Linked DNA regions of Mus musculus: region 1 is linked to region 2. Evidence: chromatin contacts called from public HiChIP or PLAC-seq data. All regions are on one chromosome and are shown on one strand. Each heading gives the region's core, a stretch centred on a gene start, on an enhancer-like site or on the middle of the called end of the contact. The rest is flanking DNA. Distances are from core to core; before and after follow the strand shown.

Region 1 (2,700 bases), core at 70-2,569, 82 kb before region 2:
TTAAAAACATGAAAATATTTCACAAAGTGAGAATCAGCGTCTGTTTGCTTACAAGTTTCACAAGTTAAAGTCACCAACAAAATGGACAAAGCAGAGATAATAATAGGCAGGGATGGTCTTACTGTTCATTCACTGATCTGACTTTACAGATGAAACAACTACCTGTACTCACCATGCTATACAAAAAGGACGGGGCAATAAATCAGATAGCATCAATCCAGAGTAGGTACTGGATGGAAAATTAAAGAAACTGATGAGCGAGAATGACTAAGCGAGGGAAAAGGGTGGTCAAGCTAGGTAGGCCTCGCCTATAACAAGACACTGAACCACAGGAGGAAGCGATGTGAGAGAAGACAGCTGGGTAAAAATCTTATAGACAACTCTGAACATAGAGAAATCGAAGTGCAAAGGTCCTGAGGTAAATAAATGATTTTGGCATGCCCAAGGCAGGTGAGCTTAGGATAGGAGAGCAGAGATCTGCTTCTGTTAAGAGGGGAAGGAGTGGCGGAGGAGGTGGGCAGGGCCCACTCTGGCTTTGCTGGGCACTGAAGATGAATGACAAGGCTCGGGAGGGGGGGCAGAAGTGGGGGAGGACTCTAAGCGGATGAGGGGGAGTTCCTACGACACTCACATCAGCAAGGGAGCATTTATTTACCCACTCAGATGCTCTCAAATGTGCGCCTTAGGCTTCTCTGCCCTAACGCTTTGAGACAGTTACACTGCCCGTTAACAACCCCGACCAAACCCTAGACATTCTACCATTACTCCCGAGGGGAAAGCAGAGGGCCAGTGAGGGTCGCAGTCACCGCCAAGGTCGCGGGGACCAGAGCTCAGGCTCCAGGGCATGCAGCGGGGTGCAGCGACGTGCCTCACAGCTGGAGGAAAGGCGCCCACAGATCCCTGCGGGCAGGTCTGCTGGGGCCCGGCCAGACAGCCGGCCTGCAGCCCTGGGGCTGCACACACCAGGCGGGAGAGAACGACCGCGGAACCGTGGATAGCCGGGCAGTACCGAGCAGTCCACCCCCTGAGCCCCGCACCCCAGGCCCTGCGTGGCCCGAGCAGCCCCGCCAGGCCTAGCCGCCCGCCCGGCTCACCTCGGCTCCGCGCCGCCGCGCCGGAGGCAGAGGGAGGGCACGCTGGCGGCGATGCGTTCTGGCGGCACCCAGCTCCACGACCTGGACCCGGTCGCCCCGCCCCGCTCTGCTCCGCCCCGTCGCCGTCGCAGTGGGTGTGAGGGGCGCGGGGCGCTGCGACCCTTCCGGTCCGGTTCCCTTCTGCTCCGCTGCTGCCACCGCCGCCGCCGCCGCCGCGGCGCTCAGTCTGACGGATTCTTAGGCCAGCCAATCAGAACTAGGATATCCAGACAGGCGGGACCAATTGAGACTGGGGGTGGGCAAGGCTGGGCAGTACGGGCGTGGCTGGAGGCTGGGTGTGGGCGGGGCCAGTGGCGCGCTCTGGATGCCCTAGTGCAGAGTGGCGCCCCCTAGGCGGCTCGCCGTCTGACCGTCTGCTTGCTGGAAGAGCGTCCGCCAGTGTGCACAGAGTTAGGGATCCAGGTCAAGCTAGGACCGTCTCCTGAGCCCGCCCTCCAGGGCCAGGAGACCCGCATGCGCCGGAGAGGGTGGGCCAAGGGGAGCCAGAGCCGGGGAGGGGCGAGGCGTGACTTTGCGACTACAGTGTAGGAGCCATTGTCAGGCCTCGGTTGTAGCAGGTGCAAATGGAGAGGCGACTTGGAAAAGGACTAAAGACAGCCGGGTTAGACAAGAGTTCTGGGCATGATCAAGGACTTGAAGCCTGGGAACCTGGAGTACAACGGCCCCGGAGGAAGAACCAGGACAAGCCGCGGGGCCTTGGGGTTTGTTTTTCACTAAGGCAGATGCCACACTGAATGGGATCATAACAGGGGTGCGGCCAGATGTCCAGAAGGTGGGGGTTGGGGAGACGGTGACCATGACCCTGATGAGTCAGTGACGGGTATAGCCTAAAGAGGCCTCTTATAAGAGACAAGTTTCTGCTTTGGTGTAGAGGGGTGAGGAGGGTGTCCGTCCAGTGCTGAAGGGCTTCTAGACAGTGGGTCTTTAACACTGCTGCTTTTGTTGACGCTTCTGCAGACCTCTGGCTCTCAAGTAGGTTCCAGAAGGTCTGAGGTGAATCAGATGTTTGGAAAACTCAGAATTTGGGATTCTGACTACTCTGTGTTTTGATAGAGAGGCTGCAAGTGAGACAGGGACGTTGAACACACTGAGGGAAGCTACGAACAGGTTAGGCTGAGGACTGGTCAATAAGGGATTGGAAAAATGGAGACAGTAGTTGACAAGTGGTGTCTATGGTGGTAGAGCTGTAGTCACAAGATGCCAAGGAGGAGCCAGGGAGAAGGACTCTGCGTATAGGAAGATCAAGAGACTAGGAGGCCCCATGAATCTCCGCAGAATTTGAAGAGAGCTGTGACTCTGGTTTCAAGCACTGAACTAGGGTGGTGGAGGCTCAGAGGAGCAGTAGGGTCGAGAAGGGGATCCAGACAATCACAGTGTCTCTGTCCTATTCTGCTTTTATATTGGTGTGACAAGGCACAATGACCAGAAAGCACTTCGGGGAGGAGAGGGTTTATTTTGGATTAGAACTCTGAGGTCACACTCCATCGTTAAAGGAAGTAGGAAACTCAAGGCAGGAACCAAAGCAGAGGAAGTGGGGGAACGCAGC
Region 2 (2,700 bases), core at 112-2,611:
TCCCAGCACTTCCTGTCTCTTTGCTTCCTGTTTACTAGGTGGACAGTTGTGTTCCATCATGATAAGCTGCTTTATCAGAGACTCAAGGCGATGAACTGCCTGTTTTTAGACTGTAACCAACAAAAATCACAAGCAGAATAGACATTTCCCAGGGTGGGAGGTCCTCGGTGTGAAAGAGGACTTGTGTAAAGCCTGGGGACCTGGCTTTGGATCCCTAGCCCCATATAAACAGTTGGGCTTGGTTGCCTGCCTGTAATCCCAGCACTGTGCACAGTGTAAGGGAAGGGCAGAGATAGGAGGATCATTGTGGCTGGAGTATGAGTCTGCCTAACTTGGTGATATCTTGGTTCAGTGGGGAACCTGGTCTCAAAAGATAAAGCAAAGAGTGAACCACCACCAGCAACCTCTGGCTTTCGTGTCTATACACAGGAGCACAACACACACCACAGACACAGAGACAAAGAAAAGCCAACTCAGTCTCTTTATACATTAAGACTGAAGGGCTGCAGAGGTGGCTCAGCAGTTAAGAACACTTGCTGCTCTGGGAAAGGGCCTTGGTTGGGTTCCCAGCACCCACACTGAGTGGCTCACAGTTGCCTGTAACTTCAGTTCCAATGGATCTGCCATCTTCCTCTGGCTTCCACAGGTATGGCAAGCAAATGGTGCACATACAGACAAGCAGGTGCACAGGTGCACACACACACACACACACACACACACACACACACACACACACACAGAGAGAGAGAGAGAGAGAGAGAGAGAGAGAGAGAGAGAAAGTTACTTTTAAACAAAGTTCCTGAATAGTTTCTCTGAATTCCAATTTCAATAAACTCCAAATAATCCAACAGTGACATTTTTCTTTTGCATTTTTAAAGTAAAATTATTTTTATTGTAACCAAACAACAACAACAAAGCAAGCAAGAAACCCAAAATGCAGCAAGGAAGACATTCACCAGATAATTCAAAAAGATCTTTCTCAGAAAGTGACTTTGGAGGGGCCCTGATCCCTGGTGTCTATCCTTGGCCCTGATCCCTGGTGTCTATCCTTGGTACAGAATCTATAAACTGGGGAGGAAGCTCACAGAGTCCAGGAGACACTTCTTGGTGACACTTGGAAGCCCCTCCATCCTGCGAAACCGCACCTAGTCCTTGCCAAAATTCTACGATGAACACAGAAACTAGTTTCCAACTTGGAACACTGAGTTCTGAAATGGAGAAGGCCCCTCTTCTGAGAATCGCGGGCTTTTTCTGCTGCTGAAGGCTTTGGCTAAGTTAAGCCCCTCCTCTCACTGGTGAGGAGATCTCCCAGCCCAGCCCCCAGCTCTCAGAGAAAGAACAGAAACCTTGTTCAGCCAAGCTCCAAGTTTGAGCACCTGGCCCTTTCAACTGTGAGTCTGCAGCCAGTGCTGGTGAGCTGGAACAGGAAGGGACCGGAAAGATCTGCCCCTGGGGAGCCTGGAACAAGGGGCAGCCAAGAATGTGCTAGAGAACTCAGCCAGCACCCTGGGAGCAGGGGGGGGACGGAGGGGGGGGGCGGAGGTTGTCAGGGAGGGGAAGTGGGCAGGAGGGAGGGACCCTCACTTCTTCTGGAGTAAAAATGGTTTGCTTGGCAGCCCAGGAGTTTGGTGGGGGCTCTGGTTTTTGGGAGCACATTTTAATACTACTTTCCCTTTAGGGCTCTTCCCAGGGCTTGGGGACCTTGAAGTTGACAGGTCCAAACAGCTGCAGTTCTGATCTATGTGACCTTGCACACATAACCTTGTCTTCTTAACCACACTTTCCTGTCCGTAAAATGGGCTAACATTAATAGTAACCCTGGCAGTGAAGGCAGACCCCTCCAGGCTAGGTCTCTACTGTGGCAGGGGCCACAACTCGCACCCCATGTCAAAGCTCCCTCAGTCCAAGCAATAGTATTCTTGGAGGAGGAAGGGAGTGTGAGGTTTGTTCCTCTCTCCCTCCAAGGCTCCAGCTCTGCATGCCCACGTGGGCACTCTCATGTGACTTGACCCTCTGGCCTTCTCTTCTCTGGCTGCCCTAGCCTGTGGTCTATTCTCAGTCACCTGCTCCAACACTTCTGAGTTGTTTGTTCAGATTGGAGGAGGGTCCCAGAAAGGCAAAGATCTTCATCACCCAAGGTCCACCATGGACCTCGGTGGAGGTTCTCCTTTGCAAGGATGCAGAGTTGTAGGCAGGGGGCCTGCAGGATCCCTCGCCTCTGCTGACTAGCCAGCTCAGACCAACACTATTCCCTTCCTTCTGTGAAAAGATCTGCAGCCCCTCAAACCCACACATTTACTCATTTTCCTGTTCTCCCTCTCAAGCCTCCAGGACACCCCAACCCTCACCCCAGCTCACTGTTTCTCTGGGGTAGGACTGTGAATCCTTTCATGCCCTCACCCCAGGGTTTAACTGGCTGTGCAGACAGCCAGAGGCCCCTGCTGTTCATTAATGACTTCCAGACACAGCATGGAGCTCAGCTGGACAAGGCAGAGCAATAGGAGGCCAGGCTGGGGAAGCAGGGAGTGGAGAGAGCTACCAGCCTTGAGAAGACACTGGAGACACAGGCTCCTGTAAGGAAGATGCAGTTGTGTCTGCTGAGCTGCAGGGGTTGCCTTTGGCTCCCTCATTAATACTATCTAGTGTTCCTTGTGGCCATCCTTGGGCACTGTGGCTTGCATTGCCCTGCATCTCATCTCA

What was found. HiChIP or PLAC-seq counts read pairs in DNA pulled down with a chosen protein or histone mark.
Region 1: a contact with region 2 is called in an H3K27ac HiChIP or PLAC-seq map of embryonic stem cells, with 18 read pairs. The contact joins the promoter of Mapk9 here to the enhancer-like site in region 2. A contact is called at or near these places in 4 of 39 promoter capture datasets (cranial neural crest, frontonasal cranial neural crest, pre-B cells and 1 more), 1 of 15 datasets of contacts at CTCF or cohesin (the NIH/3T3 cell line), 6 of 484 Hi-C or Micro-C datasets (DN3 thymocytes, the G1E-ER4 cell line, the N1E-115 cell line and 2 more), 13 of 115 datasets of contacts at active chromatin or transcription factors (double positive thymocytes, embryonic forebrain, embryonic hindbrain and 5 more) and 3 of 9 other capture datasets (adipose tissue, liver and pancreatic islet).

The regions. Positions count from the first base shown.
Region 1 is chr11:49,845,370-49,848,069 of GRCm38.p6, reverse strand. Mapk9 (mitogen-activated protein kinase 9) reads right to left here and starts at 1,319. Exons shown (of 12, transcript NM_207692.2): 1 at 1,095-1,319. It overlaps Gm36507 (a long non-coding RNA gene), which reads left to right and starts at 1,773. Exons shown (of 4, transcript XR_003949545.1): 1 at 1,773-1,855.
Region 2 is chr11:49,763,487-49,766,186 of GRCm38.p6, reverse strand. No RefSeq gene overlaps it. Among named protein-coding and RNA genes, the nearest start is that of Gfpt2, 29 kb to the left of the region's middle. Within about 2 kb of position 1,361, at least 139 of the 459 cell types and tissues checked have an H3K27ac peak or open chromatin away from gene starts, as enhancers often do. A contact at or near this core is called in DN3 thymocytes, the N1E-115 cell line, adipose tissue and 5 more, where this site is marked.